Linked DNA regions of Zea mays: region 1 is linked to region 2. A link is a contact called in public Hi-C data. All regions are on one chromosome and are shown on one strand. The core of a region is the stretch at or near the end of the contact, and the rest is flanking DNA. Distances in the headings are between cores, read along the strand shown.

The links. A called contact is a pair of places that touch in the nucleus more often than the background predicts.
Region 1: a contact with region 2 is called in a Hi-C map of tassel, with 2.6 times the contacts expected there. The contact joins two enhancer-like sites. A contact is called at or near these places in 4 of 25 Hi-C or Micro-C datasets (ear, leaf, root tip and 1 more).

Annotation. Positions count from the first base shown.
Region 1 is chr1:50,862,616-50,867,249 of Zm-B73-REFERENCE-NAM-5.0, reverse strand. No RefSeq gene overlaps it. Among protein-coding and RNA genes, the nearest start is that of LOC100274900, 45 kb to the right of the region's middle. Within about 2 kb of position 2,684, at least 18 of the 20 cell types and tissues checked have an H3K27ac peak or open chromatin away from gene starts, as enhancers often do. A contact at or near this core is called in ear, root tip and tassel, where this site is marked.
Region 2 is chr1:50,618,992-50,623,784 of Zm-B73-REFERENCE-NAM-5.0, reverse strand. No RefSeq gene overlaps it. Among protein-coding and RNA genes, the nearest start is that of LOC118473617, 36 kb to the right of the region's middle. Within about 2 kb of position 3,229, at least 9 of the 20 cell types and tissues checked have an H3K27ac peak or open chromatin away from gene starts, as enhancers often do. A contact at or near this core is called in ear, root tip and tassel, where this site is marked.

The DNA.
Region 1 (4,634 bases), core at 1,435-3,934, 240 kb before region 2:
TGAGTGCATGCACCACGACTAACAGTTATAAGTCATGAGTGGGTAGTTCAACTCATGTTTCCCTTAGTCTTGTGTTCTCATCGTGTAAAGTGATATTATAGTAATAAATATGATTAATGCTTTAAATCTCTCGATGAGTAACGCTATCTTCGGATATAACTATTTGTAAAGTATAAAGCTATTTGTTGATATATATACAATTTAGCTGGTATTAACCGCTATAGTCTAATTTAACTCGCTACTAGCTATTTAAGAAGATAGAAGAAAGACGGCTAAATGTTTTTCATGTGGGCCCCCAGTCCACATGAACATTGGCGAAGCTACCCACCAAGGACGACTCTTCTGGTGACTGACTGACTTACTGAGTGAGTGATCCTCACACACAACTGGTTTATCGTGCTCGGCGCCGGAGGCCCAGAACGCATCAATCTCGGCACTGCCCCAGCTGAAAGTGACAAGGAATCTAAAGTGAAACAGAGTACTAAAGTACTAAACCGTGTCCTCTCCGATGTCGACACCTCCACGCACGCTGCGTCGAGTGGGTGCTCCTGGCCTGGGCATTGGTCCAAGAAATCCGTGGATGTGCACGGGACTACACTACATACACGTCGACAGGATCAGGAATCAGGATGCAGGAGCATGCATGGCCTCCAGGCTCCAGCGTCCAGCCACATAACGTGTGTGTCGTCTGTCTCGATCACCGATAGATCAACTCGATGGAGTCAGTGCGTGCGGGCGTGTGGGGGGATGGCCTCTCTTTTGTGCGGGCGTACGTGGCCGGCCGGCCGGCCAGCTAGGTATCTATCAATCGGCAATCGCCATCGGCGAGCTCACGCACGCCATTGCAAAGTGACAGCCCTCGCGTGCGCGCGGCGCAGGCAGGGCAACTTTCTCATGTGTAAAGCCACTGTTCGGGAAAGGGAACCTGCTCCTCTCTCTCGGTGTTTGTGTGGTGTCCGCCTCCGACTAGGAGAACAGAGCGAGCGGGCCTCTCGTCAGACATACTGTCTGGTCCGTCTGTTGCTGGCGCCTGCCGGGCTTGAACATATGTCGCTTTGAGCTGATCGGGAGACTGCCGGATCGCGACCTGGATGCTTCCTGGTTTTATTGCCTTCGTCCTAGTGCTGGGTTTCTACATTGCTGTACTCTATTAGCATGAGTCTCTCTAAAATATTCTTCTTTACGGGGTCATTATAGTGACAAAAAGTACAGTTTAATTAGATATACTACGGAACCTACCCGAGAGAAGACGCTTACAAATGGGCTCAAATGGCGACAGACCGCAGCTTGGGTCCCACCGTTGAGCGGCGTGGTCTTCGCCCGTAACGAGCGCCCTTCGCTCTGCAAAGTCGAGCCTTCAATCTCGCCAAAAATATCGTCGTGCAGAACTGTCCGAGATGATAGGGACGCCCCTCTTTTAAACAGTGCAGCCCTTCGCTCGACACCTCCTGCAGCTCTAGTCGGAGACCTCGATACTGATACTGGTCAGAGTATCCTTCTCTTCATATACACGCGACAAAACCTTGTTTGATTGATGTTAAAGGTCTTAGCGAGGGGACGGTTGGCCTTCCCTCCAACAGCAGACATGCGGAACTGTGGCGTGAGCAGTGTACATTTCGGTCGCAAACAAACTTGTATGTAATTGGGCTTCTTGTCCGGTTATGTTCTGCTACCTAGGGGCTAGGCCCTAGGATGCGAGCCCGACACAGCTTGCTAATGCTAGCACGCAGTTCCGATGAGCGATGAGGATTCCTCCCAGTCCCGATGGCATGCCAGCAGCAAAGTCCAGCACGTCCAAAAAAATTGTATTTTATTTTGTAAAAGAAAACGTTTGCACCTGTAATGAGACAAATGCTATATTCGGACCCCTAAGAGTTTGACGTCTTAGCCTATGGCGTCAAGGTTATATGACTTGGTGTCATTGGTCATGGCTCCAAGTTGTTGTCTCATATGTTGTGGACGACACCCACTATGTTCTTAACATAACGGTAGCTTAGGGTTTTAGCCTGTGATATTGAGGTTGGCGCCATAGATATTGGCGCTGAGATCCTATCCCAATAGATACGATGTCTCCTTCCTCTCACCGGATCTCTCTCGCTACACTCACCCCGCGCCATGTGGTCGGCGGCTATGCCCTCGCCCAGTTGGCAATAAATATTGAGGAATGGAAAAAAAAAGATACCTTGCTCTCAAAGATCTAAGGATTGAATCTAGACTTCTAAGTTCGAATCAATATGTTGGAGAAAGGTGGAAGGATTGGGGAGAGTGAGAGACATGAGAAACAAAATAGATCTGTGCGAGTCACGGAACCGGCGGAGGCCAAAACACGATGACATTTCACATCATTTATAGAGTAATAACCCGACGGCATTATCTATAACACTGAGTCGTGTAACCTCGGTGTCAAGGCCATGGTACCAACCTCTAGTGTGTGATAATGGTACAAAAAAATAAAAAATATATATAAAAAGAATTCGGCCAACAGGTCCGACGATCACGACAAAGGAGCAGCTACCGCCGTACGCTTTCAGCGCGACGCCGGGCGGGCGCGGGCCCCAACAAAAGCGCGCTCCCAATACCGGATCGTGGAGCTAGCGTCAGCCGCAACGTACACGCATGTGCCGACGCCGTGCAAAGTCGCGCAGGCGCAGGCGCAGCCTATGGACAGCACTGCCTCTCGCTCCGATCCGTTCATTATTGGTGGTCCATGCAGGCAGCAGGCAGAGTCCCGTCCCGCGCGCGCACGAGACTCCACGGCTGAAGAAACCGAAAGCCGACGGATCCATCCGACGACGGGGCTCGCCCGCCTACCCGGGCCGGCGGCCGGTAGACAGGCCACATGCGCAAGCTGCTTGCTGCCACCGTGGGCTTCAGCGCTGGCCGCTGCTCTGCCTGCCTCCCTCGCTCGGCTGTGGGCGGCTCGCGCGGGGCTCCGCGCGCGGCAGGCGGCAGCATGCATGAGGGCACGCACGGCCACCGCCGGGCGGGTACGCCACATGCATGCGCGCGCGTCAGGGGCTAGCTCAAGGGCCAGGCACGGGTAGGGAAGGGAAGGGGCCGGAGTACTGCCGGAGCAGCCGGCCGGCATCGCGCGTGCATGCGCAGGGCGGCAGGGGAGCTGGATCGATGCGCTCGCCCGTGGTACGTCTCGTGGGCGCGCCGGCCCGTTCAAGTTCACCACGCAATCTCATCATGCAATGATGCGAGCGAAGCTAGCGTAACGTGCGCCTGGCGAAACCGCTTAATTAATCTGGCAGGGGCATGGGGGCCGGGGTCGGCTGTGGCTCAGCTAGCGTGCATGTTGCGCGCCATGTGATGTACGAAGCGGACGCAGAGCGAAGACATGGGAAGGGGGTAAATGTATAATAACGTTGGTCTAGTCGTCGTCGTGCGTGGCCATCTCGGCCGCCGGTTCCAATGAACAATCTAAATAAATAGCTCCATAGCGAGACCATTCGCTTTGCCACTTTGGTACGCTCGCCGAATCGGACTGCTTGCTAGCTAGCCCCTCATGTGTCCGCCCCGCCCCGCCCCGCCCCCATCATGTGCCTGCCAGCTGCTCTCCTCGCCTCGTCGTCCCGTCCGCGAGAGTGATGGACGGACATACGCGCGGTACACTTTTGACGCCAGTTGTAAGCTCACCGCTGTGATATGTCATATGTGTGTGTTTGTGTATATATCGAGCGAATGCCATGCCAACCTTATCGGATGGTGGTGGTTGGTGTCCGTATGATGCACGGTGTGGCATTCGATCAGAGATGGGCACTGTGCGTGTGTACAGCTAGTATAGCCCGCCTAGCCGTAGTATGGGCACTGTGCAACCGAACCGCGCTTGTAGCAGGGTGATTGATGAGCAACCGGACAACGTACCGGCACAAGGTCAGAGTGTCATTTCTCGAGTGGTCTAGGAAACCACGCCGCTGCATGCATCTGACGGTGACGCTGATGCAATTCGATCTTGTGACCTGCCGTGCCCCCTCCCTCCCACCACCCCGAAACACTAGGCAGAGATCCACAGGCAGATGGATTGGATTTGGATCTCATCTAGTAGTAGCATGCAGACGTGCAGTGGCTTTGACTCGATCAGGCCAGCTCCAGCTCCAGCTCCAAGGCTCGTACTAGCTACCGCGGACGGCCGGCCACTGTCAGGCAGGCAGGCCAGTCCCCGCGCGCCGGCAAGGTTGCGTGGCTCCTCTAGTCCTCTCCTCGCATGTCTGATCCCCACCCACCTCGCGCCCGTCCCCGTCCCCTCGTCAGCAGCTCCAGGCCGCACGCACATGCATGCAGGCTGCACTGGAGAGGAGCTCTCCTTTTCCACGGAACCGTCCGTGTTGCACTGGGACCTCACCTCGCTCGTCGTCTACTCATCTCATCAGGCTCTCTCGTCTCTTTTTTTTTAAGTGGAGGCATTGTTTACGCTGGCCAGTACGAACGTGCTGGCAGCAGTGGCGGCGGCGGCGGCGGTGTAGTTCCCCAGTTTGTTGTACACACGTGGCACTGCCAACTCCACAAACGTCTCTCACTATAAACAACGCTATAATGCCCTGTCCAAGTATCCAGTGTCCTTTAAAAACTAGTTTTCCAGTGTTCTGCTGCCGATTTTTTTTTATTTTAATATTTCGAAGCAGACTCCA
Region 2 (4,793 bases), core at 1,980-4,479:
GTGATCATGTGGATGACTCCGCGATACGGCTGATCGGCGAAGTCTTCCTGCTTTGGCGCTGGTGGGTGATTTTGGTGGTGTGGGTTTGGGTGATGCGGAGGCGGAGGCGGGGGTGGGAGGACTTGTACTTCCTGATGATGCTGATATGCGTGGTTGGGTGGGTGCTGGATATGGACGTTGTTATATGGTTGGTGGTGGTGATAAGTGTGCGCGACAACTCTTTGATTGTCGGCTGGTTGTGTCCGAGACATTCTGTCCTTGGTGGCCTTTGTTTCAGGGCAATCCCTTGTTGGGTGTGCGTAGTCTTCGCCGTGAAACAAGCAGTAGAATCTGCACGGTTGTTGCGCCCGTCCCCAGCCCTGGCCCCGCGTGCCGCCTTCGCGGCCCTGGGGGATATTCTTGACGGCGAGCGGCCTCGCCAGCGGGGTGCTGGTTGGCTATGTTGTGCACCTGCTGTTGACTGCGGTTGTCCCGTCCTGAGTCTGACTGCGAAGGCCTTGTCCAGGTTCGGCTGGACTGCGGAGGGTCCTTAGGCTTCCTCTGAGACTCAACCTTGCGCTGATGGAGCTCTTCAGATCTGGCATACTTCTCGAACAGCTGATAGAGCTCTTGGAGATTTTTGGGTGGGTCCCTGATGTAGTGACTGTATAGGACGCTAGCCCGAAGGCCACTGATGGCATAGTGTATGGCAATGTGGTCGTCGACCGAAGGCAGTTGGGACTTGAGAGTCAGGAACTTGCGGTAGTACTCCCTTAGGGTTTCCTTTTCTTGCTGCTTGCAGAGTGATAACTCGGCCAAGGCGTCAGTGTCGGGTCGGTACCCTTGAAAATTTAGCAGAAACTTGTCCCGGAGTCCTTTCTAGGAGTTGATGGACAACGGCGACAGCCTGGTGTACCAGGTCAAGGCTGGACCCTCGAGGGCGATGATGAACGACTTGGCTATTGTGGCATCGTCCCCTTCGACCGATGCGACGGCAACTTGGTAGGTCATAATGTATTGTGTTGGATCGGTGTTGCCGTTGTACTTTGGGTAGGTCCCTGCCCTGAAGTTGGCGGGCCACGGTGATGCTTGGAGTTGCAAGGCCAGGGGACTTCGCTCGTCAAGGTAATTGATGCCTTGGAAAGCTGCGGCATGCGGGACGAAGGGTCTGCGCTGGGGTATGAAGAAGTCCTCGACTGACACGCGCTGTTGTAGGGTGGGGTCGTGCTGCAGGTTGTGCTGGCTTTTGTTCTGCATGAGCACGATCTCTTGCTCGAGCTCCCGGGCTCTCTGCTCCTCGTCCCGTATCATCTGGCGCACCTTGGCTTGCGCGGTGACACGCTGGCGCTTGGCCTCGAGGATGTCTCTCTGTTTTTGGAGGTTGCGGTTCTTGATGCGTAGGGCCCGTAGCTGTAGCTATTCTTTGGCTGAGATGCCGATGACTTCACCGTCCTCTGTTGCGTCTTCGCCCTCTGGTGGAGCGAAGCCTGGGGGCGGTGCTTGTGGTTGCCCTCCGGAGCTGCAGGTGCGTGCGGTGCATTCGGGAGTGGGGTGTTCGTGTCACTGTCTCTTGCTGAGGGCTTCGTCATCGCAGGCTTCTTGGGGTGTGTTGTCTGCGAGGGCCTTGCCCTTTTTCTCGGCTAGCAGCGCTGCCTTCACTGCTTCGTCGACGGATGGGGCTGCCTTCGAACTAGCTCTCTTGGATGCCATCGCGGGTGGTTTGTTCATAGCACGAACAGTGGGCGCGAAATGTTGGAACTTGCTCTCGGGGTCAAGTTAATCTAACGGGTGGGTGGTGAGAGTGTATGCAAAGTTCGGTGATGAAAGGCAATAGTTCTGTTAATCTGGCCTCTCAAGGGCACTGTATGGGGGTATTTATAGGTACTCGAGTGCCCAACGTTCCAAGGTAAGGACGTTTATGCCCTCGAGCACCTGGACTATCCCTAGAACATTCCCATTAGGAGGGATTACAGACCGTCATTATAGAAAAGCTATTACAAATCAGATCTGTAACACGCTTGTCCGTGCGTGGCCTGTTACAGTGGGCTGAATCCCACGTGGGCCTCCAGGCCAGGTGAGGACGTGGGACGGCTAGACTTTGCCGTAGTCTGGCCTTCGTCTTGCAATGAAGGTGACGAAGGGTGGGCCGTGCCGGTCATCTTGTCTTCGTTGGTGTAGTGAGGTGACGAAGTTCTGGAGCGAAGGGTAGCGTCTTCGCCTTCGCTCCAACAATACCTTTGCCTTTAATTGATCCACAACCAATGCTTATAAATCTCCAAGATTTTCTGTTCTCTGTGGTCCAACCTACATTCTTATTTCTCTAAGAACTGTTAGTCCACAAATAGTTGTCATTAATTACCAAAACATCACTAAGGGGCCTAGATGATTCATAACTACCTTACCCGAAAAAGGCAAGGGCGATATGAGGAGCTGCCAGTATAGGAAGGTTCTCAGGTCGATCATGCTGCGATGGTTTTTTGGACGAGGGATTCCTATATCGCCCCTTTTCAAGAAACCATAGCGGGGTTTTCAAGCTAGTTGAACTTTATAAATGCTTTGTAGTGCTACCTCGCCTCGTCTCCTCGGTAGAGATGAATGGGGTTTCTAGACCCCTTGGTAAATGGGTAATACGACTTGTGGGTAAAGATGCACAAACTCTGCAGAATGTAAAACTTATACTTAGTAATTGCTCATAAAATTTTGACCAACAAAATTAAAAACGATGCTCAGCCTTAACCATTTTTTGGTAAGCCTTACACTTGAGCCCCCACTAGAAGTGAGTCAAACACAATTTTACAATACTTGCTGAGCGATGACCATATAAGAGCTCACACTTGCTATAATCACATCAACTTAAGAACAGATAGCGCAAGATAAGGAGCATGAAGGATGCTACGATGAGTTCGAAGAGGTATAGTCCGTCATCTTCCAGTCAACTATGGTTGTGAATGATCGTTGTCGCTATATGATGTAATTTATTTAGTTATTTTGTACAGAACTTCTATTATGTAATAAAGATGTGACATTAATTTCTGTACCATGAGTGATCATATATGTGAGACTTAATACTAACACACATTTGAGCCAGATTTACCCTGGTATGACATAAACCCAAGGCTGAGCTGGTTGCAGTTGCACTTGCAGGGCACGACACTGCCTACTTTCAAGGTTCAGCCTCTGTCTTGGCTCCGCAAGGCCACGCCGGCCACATCAGATGCCATCGAGCCATGTTGATGAACAGGTTTCACTGAACAGGACTGTTCCTGACAAAAATGTGGCAGGGCCCAACAGGCCCTGGCCAGTGGCCACCGGCTCCCACTGGCGCTTGGTGCATGGACGTATCGATCGAGCATGCTCATTAGTCCAAGAGAGGGTCGTCTTGTGCTGGTCATACAAAAGATGGCGTGTCAGCTGATTACTATGCAGTCCAAGCTACACTTCATCATAGAAAACAAGGTTGATAGGGTTACCAACAACCAAGCTAATGGAAGGCATGGTCCAGAAACAGCCTGTGTAGTGTAGAGACAGCTACTGCATCCGTCCTATCTATTTTTAGTCAAACTATTTATTTTTAGTTAAAAACTATCTAAAGTTTAACCGAATATCTATAGAATAGAGTATTTACAATGTAGAATAGAGTATTTAGTACGCAAAATAGGTAAACAAAATATGTTCCATAACGAACCTAGTGTTGGTATCATAGGTATTAACATTTTTTCTACAAATTTAGTTAAACTTAAATCTGGTTTGACTCAGCACTATACTAAAATTGCACCTTTTTAGGGGCTGTTCTGTTCCCATCTCCTAAACTCCAGTCACTTATATTCAATAAACTGGCAATTGGTATGACTAAAGGAGGGCTCCTAAATAGAAATTCGAGGAATTCAAGGGACTAGAGTTTAGACAAGTGACTAAAGTAACCAAACAACCCCCTTACTGATGAAGTACAGAGCCGTTATTCAGTCCCAACAGCTATATGCTGCTACATTTTTATGTTTTTCCAGACAGCGAAAATGCTGCTCGTGCATAAACATGATGACCCGAAACAGGGGCCTGCTTTGCACATGGAGAAGTGAGGTCCATGCCACTGCTCAAACACATGACAGGTATGGCCTAATCCATGGGTTCTAAGGGTGGAATAGCATAAACAATCAGATCATTGGTCTAGTCATGACTCATGAGTCCCACTGGAATTGTCAGACTAATTCACTGGATTCCAACCCGGACAAAACCTATCACCTTAGGCCTTGTTCGTTTCTGTCAGATTGGTGGGTCGGAACGATTCCTAACCGAATTGCTTCTCTAATTTATATAAACTTTGATTAGGTAAAACGATTCTGGGTACAATCCGACACAAACAAACAAGGCCTTAATCCTTTGAAAGATGGTAGGAGGATATTGCGGGAAAAAAAACACAGGTGTCGACGGTACAACATGAGTACATGACACAACAGGTCAAAGAAACGTGCCAGCTGCCTTCCGAAACTCAAGGTTGGAATCGCAAAAAGAACTGGGCAACACCGAAACGAAATCATGGATCCCGTGCTTTCCACCTGTCCCAAACGCGATGTTGCGGCCACGGACCATCATGGATCGCTAATTGTATAGTGCCATCAATCATGAATCAGCAACAGAAACCATCACCAATTCAGGGAGCTACCACTAGTGTTGGTTGTAAAAGGATGCCAGCTAATCTTGCTCTTGTGTCTCCAGACATACACATTTTCTTGCGCCATTCAGAGATATTCAAATAACCATAATGCACGGCTACCATGACAAAACTGAATTCTTCATAGCACATGCCTGCACTCATC